Linked DNA regions of Sus scrofa: regions 1 and 3 are each linked to region 2. The links are chromatin contacts, called in public Hi-C maps. All regions are on one chromosome and are shown on one strand. The core of a region is the stretch at or near the end of the contact, and the rest is flanking DNA. Distances in the headings are between cores, read along the strand shown.

What was found. Hi-C and Micro-C count contacts between places; a contact is called where the count stands out from the background.
Region 1: a contact with region 2 is called in a Hi-C map of epiblast stem cells, with 2.0 times the contacts expected there. The contact joins the enhancer-like site here to the promoter of KIRREL in region 2. A contact is called at or near these places in 12 of 47 Hi-C or Micro-C datasets (embryonic fibroblasts, epiblast stem cells, fetal skeletal muscle and 7 more).
Region 3: a Hi-C map of retroperitoneal adipose tissue shows a contact between it and region 2, with 1.8 times the contacts expected there. The contact joins the enhancer-like site here to the promoter of KIRREL in region 2. A contact is called at or near these places in 17 of 47 Hi-C or Micro-C datasets (alveolar macrophages, brain, embryonic fibroblasts and 11 more) and 1 of 2 datasets of contacts at active chromatin or transcription factors (skeletal muscle).

Annotation. Positions count from the first base shown.
Region 1 is chr4:92,232,898-92,236,556 of Sscrofa11.1, forward strand. All of the region lies in intron 1 of KIRREL (kin of IRRE-like protein 1), which reads right to left. Among named protein-coding and RNA genes, the nearest start is that of KIRREL, 56 kb to the right of the region's middle. Within about 2 kb of position 2,379, at least 7 of the 83 cell types and tissues checked have an H3K27ac peak or open chromatin away from gene starts, as enhancers often do. A contact at or near this core is called in epiblast stem cells, where this site is marked.
Region 2 is chr4:92,289,471-92,293,008 of Sscrofa11.1, forward strand. It overlaps KIRREL (kin of IRRE-like protein 1), which reads right to left and starts at 1,417. Exons shown (of 15, transcript XM_013996914.2): 1 at 1,028-1,417. The coding sequence starts at 1,079. LOC106510123 (a long non-coding RNA gene) reads right to left here. Exons shown (of 5, transcript XR_002343388.1): 5 at 1,850-2,678.
Region 3 is chr4:92,252,536-92,256,225 of Sscrofa11.1, forward strand. The region is part of intron 1 of KIRREL (kin of IRRE-like protein 1); the gene reads right to left. Among named protein-coding and RNA genes, the nearest start is that of KIRREL, 37 kb to the right of the region's middle. Within about 2 kb of position 1,391, at least 8 of the 83 cell types and tissues checked have an H3K27ac peak or open chromatin away from gene starts, as enhancers often do. A contact at or near this core is called in omental adipose tissue and retroperitoneal adipose tissue, where this site is marked.

The DNA of each region.
Region 1 (3,659 bases), core at 1,129-3,628, 56 kb before region 2:
TAATCTGTCTCTTCTTAGTCCTGGGCTCCTGGGGCAGGAATTCTAAACCCAGGTAACTACCCAAACAATAGGAGGGTCTTTGTTATTCATGGTGGGCCCTTGGACCCCACCTGGATTTAGGTAAATGAAGTGACTCTGGGTGGGGCTGGTCCTGCTGGAAAGACCCACCCAGAGATTAGAAGGTGGGGGCTTCGGGCCTCTGGTATCAGCCGGACCTGACCTGCTCACCTCCAGGGAGAGGAGGGGGCTGAAAACTGAGTTCAAGCAGACACCCAATGACTCAATAATAAAAAACAACTCTTGGCACTGGAGAGCATCCTGCTAGGGAAAATCTCAATGTGCTGGGAGGGTGAGGGCTTGATTCCACAGGTAAAGGAAACAGAAGTTCTGCATCTGGGACCCTTTCAGAATTTGCCTATGTACCTCTTCACTTGGTTGCTCCTAATTTGTATCCTTTATTTATTTATTTATTTATTTATTTATTTATTTTTAGGGCCACACCTGCGTATACGGACTTTCCCAGGCTAGGGGTCGAATCAGAGCTGCAGCTGCTACAGCCACACCAGATCCAAGCCACATCTGCAAACTACACCGCAGCTTGTGGTAACACCAGATCCTTAACCCACTGAGTGAGGCCAGGGATTGAACCCGCATCCCTCATGGATCATAGTCAGGTTCTTAACCCGCTGAGCAAGAAGAGGAACTCCCTGTATGCTTTAAAAATAAAACCGTGACTAAGTATGGCACTTTCCTGAATTCTGTAAATTCCATCAGATTACTGAATCTGCAGGAGCTGTGGGAACCCTTGAATTTGTAGCCAGTTGGTCAAAAGTATGGGTGGCCTGGAATGCTTTCCCTCCTGAATAGGTCTGCTCCCCTATCCGCTTTGGTCCTCTCAATTATCACCTAAATGGTAAGTGTTTCCCTAATCACAGCCCCAGCACACTCTGAATTCCCTTTGTCGCTTTATTGTCCCTTAATATCCAACTTACCATATAACATACAGACTACTTTAGTATCTTTCTCCCTGACATGAAGCTTATAAGGTCCAAGAGGATAGGAATATCCACCCCCTGCTTTGTTCACTGCTGTATCCTTGACACTTAGAAAAAGTACCTGGTACTTAAGGCAGGGTCCATGGCCTCTTTGCTCACTTTTATAAACTGAGCATGTAGCACAGTCCCTGGCATCAAACTGGCACCCTGTTCACATCTGCTAAATGAATGAATACTCAAGACATCAAGCTTGTCGTTTTGCATGGATGATCTCCCTGAATCTTCAACACCTACCAATATGACATATTATTTGCCAGGTCTGTGACCTACCCCGCAGCTCACGGCAACGCTGGTTCCTTAATCCACGGAGCGAGGCCAGGGATCGAACCCACAACCTTATGGTTCCTAGTCGGATTCGCTTCTGCTGCGCCACAATGGAACTCAAAGACACATTAGTATCTTAAAGAAATTAAGTAATTTGCTGAACGGCACAAAGCTAGGGATTTGCTATGCTGGGATGGAAAAATAGGATTAAACGCTGGCTCTTTTTGGCATCCAAGAGCATGAGCCTAAACTCAGCGCTGCATTGCCTCCAGGGTAAAGCAACCATGGACAAGTGAAGTAACCCCTCTGAGCCTCAGTTTCTTTTATCTACCAAATAGGACCACAAAGATTAGGGGAACTGAAGTATGTGACGTGCTAAGGCGACTACATGCCTTGGCAATGGGAGCTATTAGTAGCTGTCGAGATGGCAGAGGGACAGGAAGCTGCCTTAGGCCTTTGAGCATCCACACCGTGGCTCTCCACTCACCGAAGCTAGTTCGTCATTGGCACCTTCCCTCCCCTAGGAGGTACCTGGTGTCCTTGCAGGAGCAGCCCCTGGTCAACAGGCAAGGGCTTCCAGAAGCCCCAGTCCCCTAGGAGCCCCCAGAGCTTGTCTTGGGGGGCAGCGCAGGGCAGGGAGGGGAGGGCACTAGCACAGGGGGAGAGGCTTCACCTCCAGACTATGGCTCTCAGCGCCGGGCCCCAACCTTCTCAGTGCCTCTCCGGAAGGCACATTTTCTGCTCTGTTTCCTCCTCTCTCCATAAGCAGGGACGCAGGAAAGCAGAAGCCTCCTCCACAGCCCCTGTAACAGGGTCCCCAGGCTAGGGGAAGAGGATGAGGAGACGTGGTCATGGGTGGAGAGGGAAGGGGTTTACTTGGGGAGCCCCGTCTGACTTCCTAAAGCTACCCTTCGGGCTCCCCAGAACTGTCAGTGTTCCCAGACACAGAGGCCTTTGTGCCCTGAAAGGGAGCAGCCAGGCAGAAAGACAAAGGCCATATCTGATCCCGGGCTGGGGTGGAGGCCACAGGTTGGGGGAAGGGAGGAATGCAGAGGGGCCAGCAAAGGGCAGAGGTAAACAGGAGCAGGGAGCGGGGAGGGGTGGCCTGGAGTCCGCTGTAAGAGGGGAGGTGAGATGCCAGCTGGTCACCAGGATACCCTGCACGAGTGTCACCATTTTTGTTTTTGGGGTTTTCCCCATACACGCTTTCCCCAGGGCGGATCTCAAGGCCCGCTTTGCACACAGCTTCTCCCAGTCTCCCCACCATCCACACCCTCACAGTCCATGTTGGAGGGCCCCCATCAGGAGTAACAATCCTTTACAGGACATGCAATAATATACCACAAAGAGATAGGGCAGCTGGTGGTGAGGGGCACAGGCCAGAGCCAGCCTATGTGGCTGGCTGCACAACCCGTCTGCATTCGTGTTCTCAGTTACACAACTGGGGAGAGTGCCCGCTCCCGCCTGGAGTTGTTGGGAAGGTTTCAGGAGGCAGCGAGCACAGAAGAGCACCTGGCATTTACTAAGAACTCTACAAACACTGGCTATGGTTACAGCCTTGCAGATTATTAAGCACTTTCATTCCTAGTTCCACCTCATCTCAACAGCCCCAAGAGGAAGGGACGAGCCTCCCATATTACACTCGTGGCAACTGAGGCAATGGCATAACCAAGGCTGCAAATGCTTCTGGCCAGTGTCAAAGAACCCTTCTGGGAGTTCCCTGGTGGCCTAGTGGTTAAGGATCTGGTGTTGTCAGTGCTGTGGCTTGGGTCTGATTCTTGGGAAAGTCTGCATGCTGCAGGTGCAGCAAAAAAACAAACAAAATAACCCCTTCTGAAGAGCCTAGCTGCCTCCCAATGAAACACAAAGTGGTTGGAGGGTGCAAAGGTCACACACCCCATGCCCTGGACATCCAGGCTGGGTCCCTCTTACCTGCATGCTCACCTGGAAACCTCGCTTAGTTATCAATTCGCACATTCACACACTCACACACACACACACACACACACATGCACACACACACGCACTCCCTTGGGCAAGGGCCATACCACCACAAATCTGAGCTTAGGATTGCAGGGCAGTGATCGCAGCCCTGGGCCTGCCTCTGGGTCTCTGGTTTCCGAAGGGCTTTATTCCCCTTCTTGGCCCTCATCTCATGCCTCCCCATTGACATCCTGAGCTTAGGAGTGCAGGGCAGTGCAGCAAATTCTCTGATCATCTGTGAAAGCCCTTGAACTCTGCTCTTACCTCCTTCCCAGAAAGAAACTCTGAACCTGACCAACTGCTTAACTGCCCCATCTCCAGCTCTCCAAACACACTCCCTCCCTCTTCTCCAACCAA
Region 2 (3,538 bases), core at 167-2,666:
TCTGTGTGTCAGCTCCATTTGCGGGGCGGGGAGGGAGAAGGGGGAGCTAGCTCAGCAGGATTAAATCTTCCTTAGAGTCAGCCCCAGGAGACAAAAATCCACTCCCACAGACCCCAGTCTTGGCTGGAGTCTGGGCCCTGGATTTCTTCAGTTCCCCTGGCGGCCGCACGCGTCCCCTCCAGCCCAGCCTCAGGACACACTAACATTCTCATCCCCCTCCACCTCCCAGCCTCTCCCCTGCCAGTCCCAAAAAGAGCCCCGGCCATCCCCACTTTCCTGACCCCAAGTGGGGTGTTAGTTCCCCTGCAGGTGCCCCTTTCCATATCGCGCGGGCCTGAAGCTGCCTTTGGAACTCCGCTCCCGAGCCGGAGCCTCCGCGGGCAGGGGTTCAAATCCCCACCAGAGGCCCGGAGGCAACCCTCCCTTCCCCTGGAGGGGGCAGCCCCAGGCAGTCAGGAGCCGCGGCTCAGGCTCAGAACCCCCACCCCCACCCCGCCCCAGGGGTTCGGCTGGATGGAGGACAGGGATTCCCTCAGCTCCATCTTCCGGAGCAGGGGGTCCTCGGCTTTCCGCGCACCGCGCACCGCGCACCTCCCACCTCCCAGCATCTGAAATCCCACCCTCTCCGCAGCCTTCCCCCGGCCAGGACCCAGGCGTCCGGACTCCTGGCCTCAGAGGGTGGAGGCAGGCAGGGCTGCCAGAGGCTCCGGAAAAGACTTGGAGCCTCCGGATCCCTTTTCCACTCCGACCCCCGGCCCCCGCGGCCCCGATTCTCCGTTCTCCCGCGCAGCCAGAGGAAACAACTTGGGCAAATCAACGGAAAACTCCTCCGCGCCGGGCCCCGTTACTCCGCGCCCCCTCCCCCGGGACTCCGCGCTGGGCCCCAGCCCCCGCCTCGTGGCGTCTCCGACCGCCGGGACCTGCCGCGGGCCGCCCCCCCCCCAGTGCTCCCCACGGCGGGGGCGCAGAGCCCGGCCGGGGGGGTGGGGGTGGGAGCCGAGGGCAGCCGCGGGCGGGGGGCCCTTACCTTGGGAGAAAGTATCGGAGAGAGTGAGGATCCAGACGAGGAGGCTCAGCATGCTGTCCGCCCGCCGTGCGCCCGCCCGCGGCTGGGGCCCGGAGTTGGCGAGGGAGCGAGAGGAGCGGGCTGCGGAGGAGGGGAGCCCGGGAGCCCGCCCCCCACCGCCCGCGCCCGCCCCTACACACTCACACGCACACTCACTCGCGCGCACAAACTCACTTCCCTTCCCTCCGCTTCTCTTTATCTCTCTTTCCTCCCGGTCCCGTCCCTCTCCGTCTCCCCACCTCTCTCTCCCTCTTCTCTCTCTCCGCCCCCCTCTGTCCTTCCCCTCTCCCCTTTATTATTTCTCGCCTCTAGCTTTATCTCTCGGGGTCTCTTTCGGTCTCTGCTCTCCCTTTCTCTCCCCTTCTCTTCCTTCCCTCTCTCCCTCCTCTGTCCCTCCTCCTGACGTCTACTCTCCCTCCGACGGCGCCTCCCTCCACAGCCCTCCCCCCCCGCTCCCCCCACCGTGCGCGCGCGCGTACACACACACACACACACACTCACTCACACCCCTCGCTGGAACTGAGATGGACAGAGACCAAAAGAGAAAGCGGTGGAGGGCAAAAGGGGTAATGAACGTGACAGTCGCGGGCGCTGGGACGGCCGGATCCCTGCCCACCCGCACCTCCCCCCCATTTATATACACAACCTTAGTCCCGGGCTACGGAGCTAGGCATCAGATTGGGGAGGCGGGGCATGGGCTGAGGACGAGCCTTTAGCCCAGGGAATGACTGTGATGGGAAGGGTGTGTGAGTGTTTGTGTGTGTTTGGGTGTGTGTAAGCGTGTATGGGAGAGGAGGGGGTGGGCAGGCGCTGGTTCATGGAATCGAAAAGCATCAAATCTTTTTTTTATTTGTCAATTCCACACCCAGAATCTAACCCCTAGATCCCCCAAATTGGGAATTCTCAAAAGACTCATGAAGGTTAGGGGTGGAGAGGGATACACACTTCTTCCCACCTCCAAACCCCAAAGCTGGAGAATCCTAGAATTCTTGGACCTGCCCAGAGCCCCTGCCTCGGGGCCTCGCCGAGCACACAGTGGGACCAGACTGGGTTGGAGTCCTCAGCTGACTGGGGAGAGGCACAGTGGACTCCTGCCTTTGTTTATCTTGGGCACCTACCCATCCAGAGGAGAAAGGAGCCAACTGGAAGGCTTCAGAGGCCAAGGAGAGGGCAGCCACACGAAGATCTCCAAGCATAGAGTTGGAGATCCTTTGGGGTGGAGAGAGCTGGCTACAGGGAAGGGAGAGAAGTCCTAGTGAGAGGGATGAGGGCTTTCAGGAAGGGTTTCCTCTTTCTTAAAGGGCTCAGCTTAACACACAACCTCTCTCCCAAACTCCTTGATTCTGCATCTCACAGGGTTGGGGATGCTTGACCGCTGGGTCCTAGGGAGTGAGCTGAGGAGAAATAACAGAAATTGTACAGGAATTGCACAACTTTACAGTATTGTATTGGTCTGGAGAGGTCTCCTCTTCTTTCCTCCCAGATTCCTGGGTCCCTAACTCTACCCGCCAAGATTTCTGGATTTCAGCCCCGGAGCAAAGGCGCATGGCTCTCTGGTGCCCCCTGCTGGTTATATGCTGTTACAACACCTTCCACAGATTCTGACGCCAGCCTGAATGGTCCAAGCACATCCACATGTAGAGGACACAGAAACACAGACAGAAAAACACAAAAACTCATATTCAGAAACACACTATGCACAGACCCAGAGAGTCCTCCATATATTCAAAACCACATATGTACAGGCTAACAGACGGTTTAAAAACAAAGAGCATTCCTAACCCAGAGAAATGGGAATATAATCACAAATTCCTACAAACAGCCACACACCAACGTGCAGATACATAAGGGTTTTCCATTTACTCATCCATTAATCATGAATTCCGCAGATATTTCTTCAGTGTCTGCTCATGTTCAATCACAATTCTAGGCCTCGAAGATATAACAGTGAAAATAGATTTTTTCCCCTTTTTTCCTTTTCCTTTTCTTTTTCCTTTTCTTTTTTTTTTTTTTTTTTTTTTTTTTTACTATTTAAACAAAATCCTTTCCTCAGAGTGTTCCATTCTGGAGAGCAGGAAGAGGCAGCAGAAAAATATAAAATACACCAGGTTGTAGTAAATGCCATGAGAGACCAACAAAGCAGGATGCAGTGAGTAGGGAATGAAAGAGTGGGAGAAACTAATACTCTTACAGGTAGTCAGGGAAAACTGTTCTGCTAAAGTAACATTTTAGCAGAGGCCTGAAGGGATTGAGAGATGCAGGTGTTCAGGCATCTGAGGGGAGCATGTAGCAGGTACCCTACAAGTGTCCTGAGGGAGGGGTGTTCTTAGAGTATCAGTGAGACAGCCTTGTCCCTGTTCATTCTGCACAAAGGTGCAGAAGGAGGCCCGTGGGGATATGATTTAGGAAAATGTTTAGAAGAAAAAGTCCAGAGAAATGGAAGAGAATATTCTTAGCATAGTGAGTATTTTT
Region 3 (3,690 bases), core at 141-2,640, 37 kb before region 2:
GGGAACTTCCATATGCTGCGGGTGTGGCCCCCAAAAGCAAAAATAACTAATTTAAGAAAGAACTGATCTGTCCCCCCTCTGAGCTTCCTGGTGATGTTACAAAGCGACTCCCCTTCTACTGCCTTGCAGTAGACACAAAGGTACTGAGGACCTACTGTGTGCCAAATGCTTGCTCCTGATCTAGCCTCTCCACAGCTTTGTGTTCAGTTACATTATCTCTATTTCACAGAAAGGCCTTAGAGCTGGATAGTTAGTTAGCAGCAGGATTCCCAGACCAGGCTGTCTGCTGTACCCCCAGCTATGCTTGTCACGTCTGAGCCATGAAACTTCAGACAAGTTACTTAACTTCTCTGTGCCTCAGATTCTTCTTCTGTAAAATGGGGATGACAAAATACCCATCTCATAGGACCACCGAAGATTATGAATGCATAATGCATAAATGCAGTAATATCATTTAGAAAGGTGCCTGGCTGCCCCATGGTTAACGCACATGGAAACAGATGCCTGGAAATTTGCTCAGGACTTAATAATAAGCTGTATAGCTGGGATGATAACCAAGTGTGTCTGACTTTAACATCTATGCTCTGTCCACTTTTCTTTTCTTTTCTTTTCCTTTTTTTTGTCTTTTATCTTTTCAGGGCCGCACCATCGGAGGTTCCCAGGTCCAATTGGAGCTGTAGCCACTGGCTTATGCCAGAGCCACAGCAACTCCAGATCCAAGGTGCGTCTGTGACCTACACCATAGCTCACGGCAACGTCGGATCCTTAACCTACTGAGCTCGGCCAGGGATCGAACCTGCAACCTCATGGTTCCTAGTCGGATTTGTTTCCGCTGTGCCAAGATGGGAACTCCTGTCCACTTTTCCATACAGGGCCTTACTCCCTTGGATTTCCCTAAGTATACCATCCCCTGTTGCTCCCACATCCCCATTAGGTTATAAGCCACTCAGGGGACAGTGGTGGTCTCCCCCTTCCCCTCTGTCCTCCATGGCCCTAGTGGGTGCATGGTTAGCATGAGCACAGATACGCAAGTCCGGGGGTTAGTATGTATGAAACCCAGCTCCTATGATACCCAGCGGGACAGGAGCAAGGGGGATGTTGGAGCCACATGAGGCTAGAGTTTCACCCACCTCTAGCTGACCTTCTGTGCCTTTGAGCTTCAAGGTGAAGCATCAGTACCAGGCAGTAATACTGGGCAGTGCAAAATGCCCCATGGAGGGCCTGGGAGAAGAAACCCCTGCCTGCAGCTCCCTCCTCTCCTTCCCCCCCACTTCTCCTGAGGTCTTGAGCTTTCTCAGGATGTCCCCAAGAGGACAGCAGTGCCACAGGGCCAAGAGCAATGGATGCACCTCCTCCCACCACCTCACCAGGGGCTGGCAGTGTGCCCAGTCTGGGGGAGGCCTGGTCAACTGGGGCAAGGGCCTCATCTGCCATCCTGCAGGCTCAGCACTCCTACCTGCCCCCACCCCACACTCCCCTGCCATTTGGCCAAGCCGAGGGCATTTCTTCAGCCCTCCTGACCTCCTCCTGTTGGGAGGATGGAGGCATAATTAGTGCGTTTCTCCTGGGGAGTGGGAGAAGCTGCGTGGCTCATTAAACCAGCCATGCATGCCTCTGCTGCCGCTCCCTCCCCGATTTCTGCCTGTTTTCGCCTGCCCTCTCCTCTCTATCTCCTTCGCTCCCTTTCCCTCTCCCGTCCTCTCCCGCTCTGGCCTCCACTCCTCATCCCCTGGTTCTCCTTTCTCTTTTCTGTATCACTCTTGGCTGCATCTTTCTGTCCTCGTCTCACTCTTTCTCCCCTTCTTTCTCTGGCTATTTTGCTTTTCTCTGGCCTTTCCTTCCTGTTGTCTCCCAAGATGACCTTTTCTTATCTTTTCTTTTCTTTTGCTTTTTAGGGCCACATCCATCGCATATGGAAGCTCCCAGGCTGGGGTTGAATGGGAGCCCCAGCCGCAGCCACGCCAGATCTGAGCCCCGTCTGCGACCTACACCACAACTCATGGCAACGCCAGATCCTTAACCCACCAAGCAAGGCCAAGGATTGAACCCGCCTCCTCATGGATCCTAGTCAGGTTCATTACCGCTGAGCGACAATGGGAACTCCCCATTATCTTTTCTAGATTCCCACCCCCCGCCACAGTTTTCAGACTCAGACCTCTCTCTGGGCCTCCTGCCCTCCCTGCAGCATCTTCAGCCTCAGAATCCTATTTCCTTGCTCCTCTGGTTCTTTGGCTCCATTTCTTTCTTCTGCTTTCTTTATTTTCTAGCTCCCTTTCTTGGTCCACTTCTCCTATTTCTCTCCTTCCCTTTTCTCACTGTGTTCCCTTCATTTCAGGGCTTCCTATCTCCCCCTTTCCCACCTGGTGCCTCCACCACACTGAAAGAAATGTCTGTTTTGAGGAATTTGTATCCGTCTGTCCTTTGCCTGGTGGGAGGAGAGGATGGGGGTCCACTTGGGGGAAGACGCTTGTGACGCTTCTCATCCTGAGCACCCCGCTGCATTCAGAATCCACCAGTTAGTTCCAAGTATGAAACCCAGGAGTTTCCATTATGGCTCAGCGGTAATGAACCTGACTGGTATCCATGAGGACACAGGTTCGATCCCTGGCCTCGCTCAGTGGGTTAAGGATCTGGCATTGCTGTGGCTGTGGTGTAGGCTGGCAGCTGCAGCTCTGATTAGACCCCAAGCCTGGGAACCTCCATATGCTACAGGTGCAGCCCTAAAAAAGACAGAAAACAAATATGAAACTCAGTGACGGGGGATAATAGCTTGTGGAGTCAAGGTCAAGGAGGGGAAATGCAGTGATGCCTCCTCCACATGGAGGAAGCAGTTACAAAGGGACATGCTTTCTGGAGGAGTTACCCTGGGCCGCCTTGGTAAGAGGGTGTCTGCCAGCCACACCTGGGCTGCCCACAACTGCTGGGAGGACCTCTTTTTTTGGTGTAGTTCCCTCAGCTGAGGGCAAGCACTTCCAACCTTTGAACAATTACTATCTTGGTTTTGCCACACCACCCTCTCTCCTAAAAATGGAGCTGGTGGTGAGCTGCCTTTAATTCTGGGGTCAGGGTGGATCCTGCAAAGCCATGGGGGGAACACTCGCCTTAGGGAAAACATCTGGATTCCCTCTGTCAGGTCTCTGTTTCAAGTCCCTCTCTACAAACCTTTATGCTTTTAGATGTGATTTTTGCTTATTTGTTTTTTATGGCCACACAGGGGCATATGGAAGTTCCTGGGCCAGGGATTGAACCAGAGACACAGCTGTGCAATGCCAGATCCTTTAACCTGCTGTGCCAGGCAGGGATCAAACCCGCACCTCTGCAATGACCAAGACGCTGCTGTCGGATTTTTTTTTTTTTTTTTTTTTTTTTCTTTTTAGGGCCACCATAGCAGCCTATGGAAGTTCCCAGGCCAGGGGCCGAATCAGAGCTACAGCTGCCAGCCCACATCACAGCCACAGTAGCACAGGATCCGATCCACGTCTGCGACCAACACCACAGCTCATGGCAACGCCAGATCCTTAACCCACTGAGTGAGGCCAGGGATAGAACTCGAATCCTCATGGATCCTAGTCAGGCTCATTAACCGATGAGCCACGAAGGGAACTCCCTGCTGTGGGATTCTTAATCCACTGCGCTGTGGTGGGAACGCCTAGGTACGATCTTCTAAGCACTGGGTCCAAAGGCCTTTTC